Regions from separate parts of the Gossypium hirsutum genome. Here region 1 is linked to region 2. The links are chromatin contacts, called in public Hi-C maps. All regions are on one chromosome and are shown on one strand. The core of a region is the stretch at or near the end of the contact, and the rest is flanking DNA. Distances in the headings are between cores, read along the strand shown. Region 1 has its middle 9.1 kb from the start of LOC107899213. Region 2 overlaps LOC107898986 (branched-chain amino acid aminotransferase 2, chloroplastic).

The links. Hi-C and Micro-C count contacts between places; a contact is called where the count stands out from the background.
Region 1: a contact with region 2 is called in a Hi-C map of leaf, with 4 times the contacts expected there. The contact joins two enhancer-like sites. A contact is called at or near these places in 5 of 34 Hi-C or Micro-C datasets (hypocotyl, leaf and seedling).

What each region holds. Positions count from the first base shown.
Region 1 is chrA11:60,742,937-60,749,089 of Gossypium_hirsutum_v2.1, forward strand. No RefSeq gene overlaps it. Among protein-coding and RNA genes, the nearest start is that of LOC107899213, 9.1 kb to the right of the region's middle. Within about 2 kb of position 2,090, at least 1 of the 9 cell types and tissues checked has an H3K27ac peak or open chromatin away from gene starts, as enhancers often do. A contact at or near this core is called in leaf, where this site is marked.
Region 2 is chrA11:60,651,997-60,657,572 of Gossypium_hirsutum_v2.1, forward strand. It overlaps LOC107898986 (branched-chain amino acid aminotransferase 2, chloroplastic), which reads left to right. Exons shown (of 10, transcript XM_016824578.2): 5 at 1-44; 6 at 859-957; 7 at 1,093-1,209; 8 at 1,878-1,973; 9 at 2,836-2,948; 10 at 3,412-3,791. The coding sequence ends at 3,529. Among protein-coding and RNA genes, the nearest start is that of LOC107898986, 7.1 kb to the left of the region's middle. Within about 2 kb of position 3,930, at least 3 of the 9 cell types and tissues checked have an H3K27ac peak or open chromatin away from gene starts, as enhancers often do. A contact at or near this core is called in leaf, where this site is marked.

The DNA of each region.
Region 1 (6,153 bases), core at 840-3,339, 89 kb after region 2:
ATAAATGTTGCATGCTCTATTATGCTGGTGAGGGATCGGTTCAGGGCGTGTTTAATGTTGATTGGATCAATGTACCATCCAGGTCACAGCATTTTTACACCTTCAGATAGACTTTTCCATGCCCATGACAGGACTTCACCCTTTCGAGCATCAAGAACCGAGGTAAAAGGAAAACAAATTGCTTTAAGAACCTGAACCCAAAAGCACTGGCCAAGCTTGTTTTGCCAAAAGGGACCATTAAAGATGTCAAATTCACGAAAGCCCAACCCCCCTCAATCCTTTGGATGTATATATCGACATATCAGAGAAGGAAGTAGTCCACCAGAATGGCGTTAATCTCATAACAAAAGGACTTTGGAACTGCATTGCCTTACCTGCTTGAGATAAAAAGTTTTTACTTTTCCAACCTTGAGTTTTACTTAGGAATCTTATCAACAATGAAATTTAAAGCTCAATCCCAAAGTACATACTACCTTGGGAGACAGGATAAAGAGAGATGTACCATTTTGAAAATGATAATGCAAATCAATCTTAATTTTGAAAAATTAAGCTGCGAGGAAGGCATATATGGAGATGGATAAATTGGGCAAGCACAGTAAACAAATATAAAAAGTGTTGGTAAAGTGAAAGGAATAATGGATGGCTTGGAACAAGGCAAAACAGAAACAATGTCCAAGGATAACATCAAAAATTTCCAAAATTTTAAAGGGCACATTGTTGTGTCAGATCATAACTTTTTTTTTTTTAAATTTTTTATTTTGTTATTTGTTTATCAATTAAAATAATCATAATCAAACTAAATGAAACCTTGATTGAAGGCTTAAGGTCACCTACGCCGCGACGAAAGCCACCCGACGACATTCTTTTATTTAGAATAAAATAATCAATCCCACTAATCTATTGATAGGGATACTCACACTAATAGAGTTACTATTCCCAATTGATTCTAATCTTCAAAGTTAGCAAACCTTGTTTGTATCTGATTAAAAAAATTGGATGGTTGTGTTTATTCGTTTTCAAAGAAGAAAAAGTTGGGTGGTTTTTTGTAATCTATACGGGTAGTGACAGTTGATGAATTTTAAATATAGTATTCTCACTCTTTATTTTGGTTTTCTCAGCGAAAACTTCCGGGATTTGTTGTACAATGGGTATTGGGGGAAGAGATAATATGATGGATTGAAAGTGGGGGAAGAAGCCAAAATTCAGAGGGGGCGATGCCATACTTGTTTGTGTCTGCAATGTATTTAAGCTTCCAAACTTATCTTAGGAATTGATTTTACAACCCTCTAGTTTAGCCACCCGTACATAAAAACTTGTTTAACAAATGGAATATTTCAACATTGTGCCGATAATGTGAAGATTTTGTTTCAAAATTTTTAATTTATATTTCAATTTAAACAGCTCTGCACATGGTAAAATTTACACCCATAATTATTAGTTTTTTTAGCAATATAGGAGTTGCCTCAAATGGTTTTAGTAGTTCATATTGTGAGAACCATTTGAAATACCCATAAAATATGAAACCACTTCCAATTATTGCTATGAAATTAGGAGAAAATTGTCATGGTACTTCTTGATGGTAGAACTAGTATAATATTTTGTAAAAGCCAATCAAGGTTTCTAAACACAAACTATACCATCTAGAGAGGCGCTTTTAAGTGCTTAGAAAACTTGGTTAATTCAATTTTATGTACAAAATTCGACGTGCTTTTGGATGCTATAACTCTTCTTATTTTAAGTGTTTTTACTTTAACAATAATTGAGAGTAATAATCAATCATTTTTCCATTATTATTATTATTTTTTTATGAGTTGCTCAACTTTGCAAAAAACTTCTAAGACTATAAAAGTCATAAATGCAAGGATTTGGATTAACCAACCAAAGCGGTACCATTTTTGCCTGCATGACTTGAATATCACAAACATCATGCGTTTAAATTTGAACATGCACAAAACTCTTGGATGACCATTTTTTGCTTCAGGGACCGCAATTTTTGGAAGCATGATCGAGATTTGGAATAGACCCATACACATTATGTTTTTGTGTGAAGCACCAGGCCAAAGTAGGGACCAAACAACTCCTGATGGGTCATTAACCATTTATTTATGGGCTACATTAGGAGAAGAAGATATCTGGCCTGGAATTATAAAGGCTTCCAGGCTTCACGTAGTAGCCTTGTCAACATTTCAATAATACCTATAAAAATAATTAGGTTTTGGGTTTATATTTTATTGGATGATAATATCTAATTCTATGCAATCAATAAAAATAAACTCAGGTGACTTCAACGTATAAAAATTCGATTCATTATCAAATATATATTTTAACCAAATGCTTACATTTGTAATCAATTGTGGATAGCTTAAGGAGTCACCTCAAAAATTTTGAATATTTTCTTTGTATATGTGAATGTGAGTATATATTTTTTACATTAAAATTGATCAATTGGCACCCAAAATAATTTTTTTATTTTTATCTAATTTAATTTTATGCATTTAAATTAAAACTATTTTTTTTCAAATGTTTATCTTTTCATTTTGTCCATTATTATTTGGTTCAGGAAATGTTTAACTATTTCTAGTCTTATGTTATTAGATGTATGTTATATTATGTGATGTGAGATATTTAATTATTGGTAGTAAATAGTAAATAAGGAAAAAAAAGTTCTCTAATGCTAGAAATGGACAATTTTGATTAAGAAAATTTTTATGGGACAATGATTAATAGCATTCATCAAAAGGTGGTTAAATTATTTTGTTTATTTTTACTTTCATTTCCTTCTCTAATTTATTTTAAATTTAGATTTTTTTTATTTCTTAAGTGATTTCAACATTTTTATTGTCAGATAATTAAAGTAGGAATTCATTTTTATACATTATTAAATGAAAAAAAAGTATTTAATTAACAATATTCGATGCATTTAAACTGTGATTTTGTAAATTGTAATGTTCCTTAATGCACGTAAGAAATCATATTAAAAAGGTTGAAAGGACGATTAATGATGGATTGTGAAGGTAGGGGCCAAGAACAATTTGTTAAACAGATGTCTACTCCATTATCATCTCATAAACACATTCAATGTCTGCTTTTTTCCTTTACTTTTCTGCCCACATGCAAAGAATATGTATGTACTTTTACTAGCAAGGGTCGGCTTCAAATTTTCATAAAGCAAGCCAGGTAAGAACAATAGTTTAGGTTATAAACCACATTAATGATGATGTGTGAAGCGGAATATTAGGGATATATATCTTCCACTTTTGGATACAAAAAAGTGAGCAAATTGTTGGGAGAGTTCCGAAAGGAATGTCACTCTATCACCCCAAGAAATTGTAGTGAAAGCAAGTAGCATCCCATGCAAATTAATTACATCAATTCAGTATAACCATATGTTGTAATTTTACACGAAAAATAATGTGTCATGTGAAGATTCTCTTCCCCGTACCATAAAGACATGTTTCATTGTTTCTGCCTTCACTGAACTTGCAAATCTCTGACTGGCCATGGCATTTATATATATATATATTGGCATTTATATATATATATATGCATGCATGCTTGGGGTTAAATTATTAATGAGAACTATAGATGTTTGCTAAAATGAGAGCAGACAGGATCTTAAGCAAGGGCTAACTTTTGAAAAAGGTTCATCAAAACATACTTTTTTTCTTTCCCAGACAAAGCGCCCGTGTGTAATACGACATTATTTCTTTTTCTCCATCCTGCAGACGGTATGGGTTTAAGACAACATTGATGACTTCAAATGAAATTGTTTGTTTTTATGGGCTTTCGGCACCCATATGTAGCATATCAAATAAGATATTTGGAAGAAAACCTTAAGGTAGTGATGAATAACATGCATTGCAAATTACATGAATCTCATCAATACTTATATATATATATATATTAATACATTAATAACTTTGTTTTATGTTTATAGTGATTAATCCCAAAATTACAAAATACGACACACGTTTGTGTGATTTGAGACTTAATGTATGTTGGAAATTCTGAAGACTTTTACCCGTTACAATATTCTCTAATTGATGCCCTGGCTTTAAATTAAATATATATATAGATGTATCTTTCTCCTTTTAAGTTTTTATTGTAATTTTGTGTATTCATTTGATGATCATGATTCGAGATTGAAATTCTAATTTTATGCACTTCACATATTAAAAGAGAGTATTGAATATTTGTACTTCAAGATTAACTCTTCTAAAAATCAATACGACATTGAGAGGATGTTTGGTTGAATGAATGTTAATAAATAATATTATTAGAATATATGATTATTTAGTACATTATCTAGTATGTTAGGTTACCTTGTTTGGTCCATTTAAATGAAATGTAACATTTTATTGTTTGATAGATAAAATATAAAATTACTTAAAAGTGTATTTTATAAAGTTATTCATAATTATAAATAAAGATAAAAAAAATTATTAAGAGTGAAAATTAACTATGAAAATATAGAGAAAAGGGTAAAACAATAAGAATATAGAAGATGTTAAAATTTCTCACTGATAAGTAATATAATTGATAAAATATAATACAATAAACATAGGTTAAAATTTTATGTTTAATTATTACTGAATTGAAAAAATTATTCACTTACACTCATTTTTCGTAAATTATACATTAATAATTAAACATAAAATTTTAACCTTTTTAAAACAAATAAAAATAATTTATTTATTGATTATCATACAATTCGTAAATCATGTATCATCTATATATATTATAATCATAATGTAAGTTCGAAGATTAGAAAAAACATTGTTAGAAGAAATATAAAAAAATAAATGTATGATTCATTAATTAAAATTTACATTGTTTGATATCATTGTTATTATAATAATTTAAAGATTATAAATACGAAAAACTAAGTTAATGATATTAAAAAAAGGTTAATAATGTATGGATGACGCGTTTTGAACAACAAAAAGCTTTCATATATATTATAGGTTTTACATTATTATGGTATGGTCCTAAATGAAGACAAAAACAAATGAGAAGAAAACCTCTCATTGTTCAATCATTCAAATCAAATTAAATTCCCCAAAACAATAACACCAATCTACATCAATGGCCCCAAAATTCAGATTCTAAAGTTTTTATTTTTATTTCTTTTTAAACTTCAAAAGAGTTAAATTTGGGTATGGGAAGTGGGTTAGGGAGGAGGGCCATGATGAGGCAGTAGTGAGCCATGTTCACTTGCCCCCCCCCCCCCTTCTTTCACCACCTTCACTCTGCACCCTCTTTCAAACTATATTTTTAAATTTTTATAAACCATTATTTGGTTTTCTTTATATATTTTAATTAAATTTTATTTGAAATTATTTTATTATTTTATAAATATGGGTTCAATTTGTGCATAATGATACCGATTAATATTTGGTTTTATAAGATTGCGCAGTGCAGGTGGTTTCTATGTTCCTTTAAGCTTAATAGCATGTGCTGCTCTGCTTCGCTCATGTGAAACCCACATGACTCCCATACCCACGTAATCATATCTCAATATATTAGCTATATAAAATATAAATATAAATAACATAAATACTATGTAAATATCAATATCTTAAAACACATATACGTGTATTTAAAAATGACATACAATAAATTAATTATGAAATATATAAATTGAAACTAATTAATAATAATACATGAAATGTATGTGATGTCAAAACAAAAAATTAGATTAAAATTATTTATTATGGTGTTGTCATCAACTTGAGTCGGCGTTGAATTAATTTGTGACGTCTATTGAATCAAATACATTAACATAAATACAATAAAAATCAAAATATATAAAAATATCAAAATAAAACTTTAATTAAGTGGCAAATTAAAAATTTTATTAATACAATTGATTTGAGATCAAATCTTATCATATACATATTTTTATTAATTTTTTATTTAAATAAAAAAATTAAATTATCTTCAAATAATATAATTGATTTTAATTACGATAAAATATTTCTATAAATTTTTAATGGAGTTTGAGGATAACATAAATTAAAAAATTATATAAAATATAGGAACAAAAGATGTGAAATCTGTTAAGTTGAAGATCCAAATAAAAAATGATAGAGTTGGGAATGAAAATTTACCCGAAAAAGTAACAAAAAAAAAATATTCTTTCTTGTCGATGTC
Region 2 (5,576 bases), core at 2,680-5,179:
ACACCTTCCTTATTTATGTCTCACCTGTTGGAAACTATTTTAAGGTTTGCTATCTTCCTTGCTTGATTTTTAGTTATGCATAAGATTATCAGATTTCCATTTCTTTGGCCAAGCAGGGACAAAGCCAGAAGATTACTTTAGAGGGGGGCCAGAGATGAATCATAAATTATTGGGGGGCCAAAATGCAATTTTTCCATCATACTAACATGTAATTTCATAAAAATTTAAGGGACTAAATGATAAATTTACCCTTTTTTTTGGGGCGGGGGGTGCCCCCTCTGTCTTCGTCCCTGTGGAAGCAAGAGAGAATGTTAGTTCTATAATTTGTTTTAGAGTTCTTATTTATATAACCATGAAAGGCTTAAAGTTAAATCTTTATAGGTAACCTTGGAGGAAAATATGAGCATGACTTTGTATGCAAAATAACTTATCTTGAAAGTATTATGTAACATATTTGAATAGAAAAATGAACTGCTGCTTTATGTGGAATGTTTTCCCACATGTGGATGCCCTTGTTGAGCCAGAGACTGGTTTGTGATTAAGTTTCTTAATTTTGCATGCCAATATTTTAGAAAGGTTTTGTTGGTTTAAGTTTATAACTTCCATAAATTAGTAATTGATGAAGATGGTTTGTGTTTTGATCCTTATGAGAAGCAACCATTTGTTATTGTGCTAAGTCTAAAAGCCTTCTACCATCTACCATTTTCTTTCTCAAATAAAGGCTGATAATATTAAGCTATTAGTTTCTTTAGCCAAACATTTGCATTATGTTTACTCTTTGGTATTTTTCTTGTTTTGATAGTTTTGGCATACCATTGTATGATGTGTTCATTCACCATAATTTATATATGATTCCAGGAAGGTGTTGCTCCAATAAATTTAATTGTGGAGCATGAATTGCATCGTGCCACTCCTGGTGGCACTGGGGGTGTTAAAACCATTGGGAATTATGCTGCGGTAAGCTAGCTTTCTGGTGCTTAGGAATCCATTACCATGTTGTTTGCCTTTGGCAGTTGAAACGCTTTTGACGGTGAAACAATTGAACTCATTAAATTTCTACAAGTTAATGCTGTCTCTTTATGTCATATGCAGGTTCTGAAGGCACAATCTGCTGCAAAGGCCAAAGGATATTCTGATGTTCTCTATCTTGATTGTGTTCACAAAAAGTATTTGGAGGAAGTTTCTTCTTGCAACATTTTCGTGGTGAAGGTATTATGTTCAATTGTCGTAGTTAATATTTTATAACCATGCTTTGTTACATCACTCATTTTATAATAGATAGATGCATTTAACAGCAATCTATGTTTTAGCTGGATATTGCCCCTACCTTTCTGCATTCTCCCACTCTTAGAAAACCTTGTTCCATTTGTTCAGCAAGTATGTGTCTTAATATTGAAACTTCATAACCATGCTTTATCAGTGGGCCATTCTGTTACCATAATCTCCTTGCTGAATGTTTGTGTAATGTACCATAACAACAAAAGAGTCCCATCTTTGTAGTCTTTCATTGACACTCAAATAAGAATTGGGGTTGCCATATTGTCTCGACCTTGGCTAAATGACTTTTGCTTATTCACTACAGCCAGTTGTAGATGCTAACAATTCATCTTTGTTAAATTTAGTATCTCTAAATACTTGCATAGTTTGATCAAATAAAATAATTGGTTTTAAATGATCTGTTGAAGGATATTTTGTTTAATCTATTTACGGTAAAATAGTTGCGGTTTAAATGATCTGTTGAAGGATTTAATCTCAGAGTTAATTAAGGCTTGTTTTTTATTTTTCTGTACTCAATGGTGGTTGATGAGTTCAAACATATTGAGATAGTGCTGTTGACACTAATGCTTCCTTTTTTAACTTAATATTTGTGTTTTCAGGGTGATGTCATCTCAACTCCTGCAATAAAGGGAACAATCTTACCTGGCATCACAAGAAAGAGTATAATTGATGTTGCTCGAAGCCAAGGGTTCCAGGTACTTGTTCTGCAGTTTGGAAGACTGTTGACAAATTAATTGTGTTAAAAGTAATATCATGTATATCCAGGAATGCATGTAATTGGATTTGCACACACTTTACCTGACATCGAAGGGTTTGTCTCCTAATTATTAGAGTTTCAAGTTATTACTATCGCAGGATAAAGTTGGCATTACAGAATCTTTATTCTTTGATAATGGAGGGCAACTGAAGTTCTTTTCATTGTGTTTCCTGGAGTCCTTGCATTGCCTTCTACGGACTTGTTAATGAAAAAATGGATTTACACATAATATGCACATTGAAATCATATTCTTTGTTGATTGGTATGGAAGTTCCTAGACATTAATGATTCAGGAATCAAAATACGGAAAGAGTTCCTACATGAGCCCTATGGCTCAAAATTCAGCTGTTTGATCATGGAGAATGTGTATTATTTAGTTTCTACAGCATGTGGATGCTGTTGTGTTAATGTGAAAAATAGTTTTGGTGTTTCTTGTCTAATGTTTTTTCTTATGGAGTGTTTCAAAGTGGTTACCATCCTTTTCTTTCTTTTCTTTGTCGCTTAGAATCCCTTTTTAGAGGTAAAGGCTTGCAAATCTTAGAAAGAGAACAGGGAAAAGAATACTGCCTATTTTCCTTGATTATAAAGTTTCTTCACCTGTCTATATCTTCTGAATTCGTTGGTAGGCATTCTTCAATTTCTTTTTTCTGATTTTTTATGCATGGTCTCTCCTGATTTAGTTAGTAAAATTTTTCAATTTTTCTATTGTATGACATCCTAATAGTAACTCATTTGAATCACTGAGTGTCTGAGGGAGCTCTTAGGATCACTTCCTAATTCTAACCCTGCTGATGATGCAGGTTGAGGAGCGTTTTGTGCCAGTAGATGAATTGCTTGATGCTGACGAAGTGTTTTGCACAGGGACAGCAGTAGTAGTGTCGCCTGTTGGCAGCATTACATACAAGGGTAAAAGGTAAATTCCATGTGCAATTGAGTAAATGTCTTTTTCTTTAGTTAGTAATTTGCTTCTTCATGTTCTGTTTACAGTCTTAAATTTTTACTTGTCTCTATATCATTGTTGGAGACAAAGATGGAGATGGTAGGCATGTAGTGTTTCATTAGTTACTTTTTTTTCATGTCTATAGAATTTAAACTTCCCAATTGTATGGAAAATTAGGAGAGTCCACAGTTGAGCTTACCTTTTAGATGGACATTGAGTACAGGAAAAAGTCATTTTGTTTACAAATTTTTCACTCTATTTCTATGATTGTAAACTTTATTTAATAGAAAGTGATTGAAGCCATAGGTAACATTGTCTTGATAAAGCAAGACTGCTATTTTACTTGCATTTTCCCTAAACGCTGAAGTAGGTTGTCCATTTCGCATTCTGTGGTGGAAGAAATCAAATTTGATGTAAAGATTTTCAAAACGTGCAGGGTGTCATATGGCGTAGATGGTTTTGGGGCTGTTGCACAACAGCTCTACTCTGTGCTTACCAGACTCCAGATGGGTCTTATAGACGACAAGATGGACTGGACTGTTGAGTTGAGTTGAGTTGAGGATACTGTAAGTCACAGTCTGGTTTGCATGTTTTGACTCCACCTGAGACATGGCCTGCATTGGTTAAAATGTTTGTTTTCTCCCTTTAGTAATGTGTAGATATAGTTTTAATCTTTATGTTGGTCAGGATTTCCTTAGTTTTTGTCTTGGAACTTATCAAGTTAGTGAAATTTCAATTGTTGGCCATAGAGACGGTCTTTGTTTTAAAGAAGGAAACTAAGCATAAAAAATAAAAGTTGGCCTGAAAAGCAACCAATCCAATTTGCTTGTTTGATTTGCTGAAAATTTACGTGTAAATGTAGAATTTACTTGAAAATGCCACAATAGATGGGCCCTGGAATTCATAAGGTGGTGTGTAAGTGAACGCGGAGGTGGTCGGCCGAAGTCCAGCCCACTATTACGTGATTGAGTGTGTTCAAAACTATTTAGACAAAGTGCTTCTTTCCTTTTCCCTTCATGTGATGTGTCTAAAAGAAATTGCTGAAGAATTGTCTGGCATTTGCATTTAAGTTACTTTCGTGGATTGGCATTCATACTCTTTTCCCAAACCAGCTTTGAGTTGTATGTTTCTGACCATACCATTCTATTTGTTAATATAAGCTGAAACCCAGCGTTACTGGACCCAACTTGTTTCCCGACTTTACCTTGAATCCTTTTTTCTTTTCCTCCTTAAATAATAATAATAACAACAAGGCAATCATTACCCAAAGTAAGGCCCCTGTAGTAATGAAACATTTGCCTATCCCTCACTGAGGAAGTACTTTTGGTCCTATGTTATATGGATTTGGATTAGTGTCGGATAAAATATTTCTAAGACGTACGTACTCAATTTTTCTTGATGTTATTATACATATGAATGTTTTTAACCTATATTCATATTTAAATATCATAGCATTCTTCCATCAGGGTTTCTAGAATTAATTCAAACATAAAGCAATGCTTTTTCTACCTAAATTAAAAAAAGCAGAGTGTTTGGATTGAGATCAAATCTCAAGTCATAACTCTTAAAAGAGAGAGGTACTTAAATATCACCTCCAGCTTGAGCGAACCGTAAATCAGTTTTGTGATTACTTTTTTTAAGTAAAAAAAGAAAAGAAAAAAACCCCCTATAAACCAAAGAAGGAAGAGACACGTTACAAGAACACATTGGCTTGTGAAAACGGCCCGGGAAAAAGAAAGAAAAATACATTGTGAATATTATATTAATCAAAATTGAATGACAGCCATATAAACCAATATTGAAACTTCAAAAGTTACCATAAGAATCTGGGTTTATCTGCAAATTGTTTTTTTCTTTGTTCTTTTGACCTTTTTACACATCTTTTTCCTGAGCTTCTAAACTCAGCATTACTGCAACAGCAGCTGAGCAAAAAGAGAGATAGAAACCGCGTTTGCTGACTTGCTTTTTCAGTTTTCATGGAGGATTTAGCACATGATTGGAAAGTATCAATCACTTTATCCCCTTCAATGGCAGTCAATTCAGGGAACATCTTTTGAACCTTTCTTCCATTACAAAGTCTTCACCCCTATATGGAGCCACTCTTCCTCATGCTTTTGCATGTCATGGTTTCTAGATATCATATGCTGATGATGATCCCCACAGATCATCAGGTTTTTTTTTTCCTTTTATATATATATATCACAATACTGAAAACGAAGAACAATAATATAGCTTCATTAATTGCTTTATCTCTTGTCACCTAATTCAGAGTTCAAACCCTATACCTACCCCTCCCTTATTATACAAAACTAGGTTATTTCTTTTCTCCTTCACATGATAATTTATTTTTGTACTCTAGACGCTTGGGATTCAATACTAATAATTAGTAATTCGTCCAAAGAAAAGATAATTTTCTTTTGATTTAGTATATAGTTTTAACTCATCAAATATATTTAAAAAACCTCATCAAATATGAATATATTTTAAAAGTTTATGAGTAGAATATAATAAAAATACCAGTATAAATACATGCTGAAATAATTAAATATAGAGTCAAATTATTTTAGAAGAATTGAAATAAAGAATAGAATTACTAATATC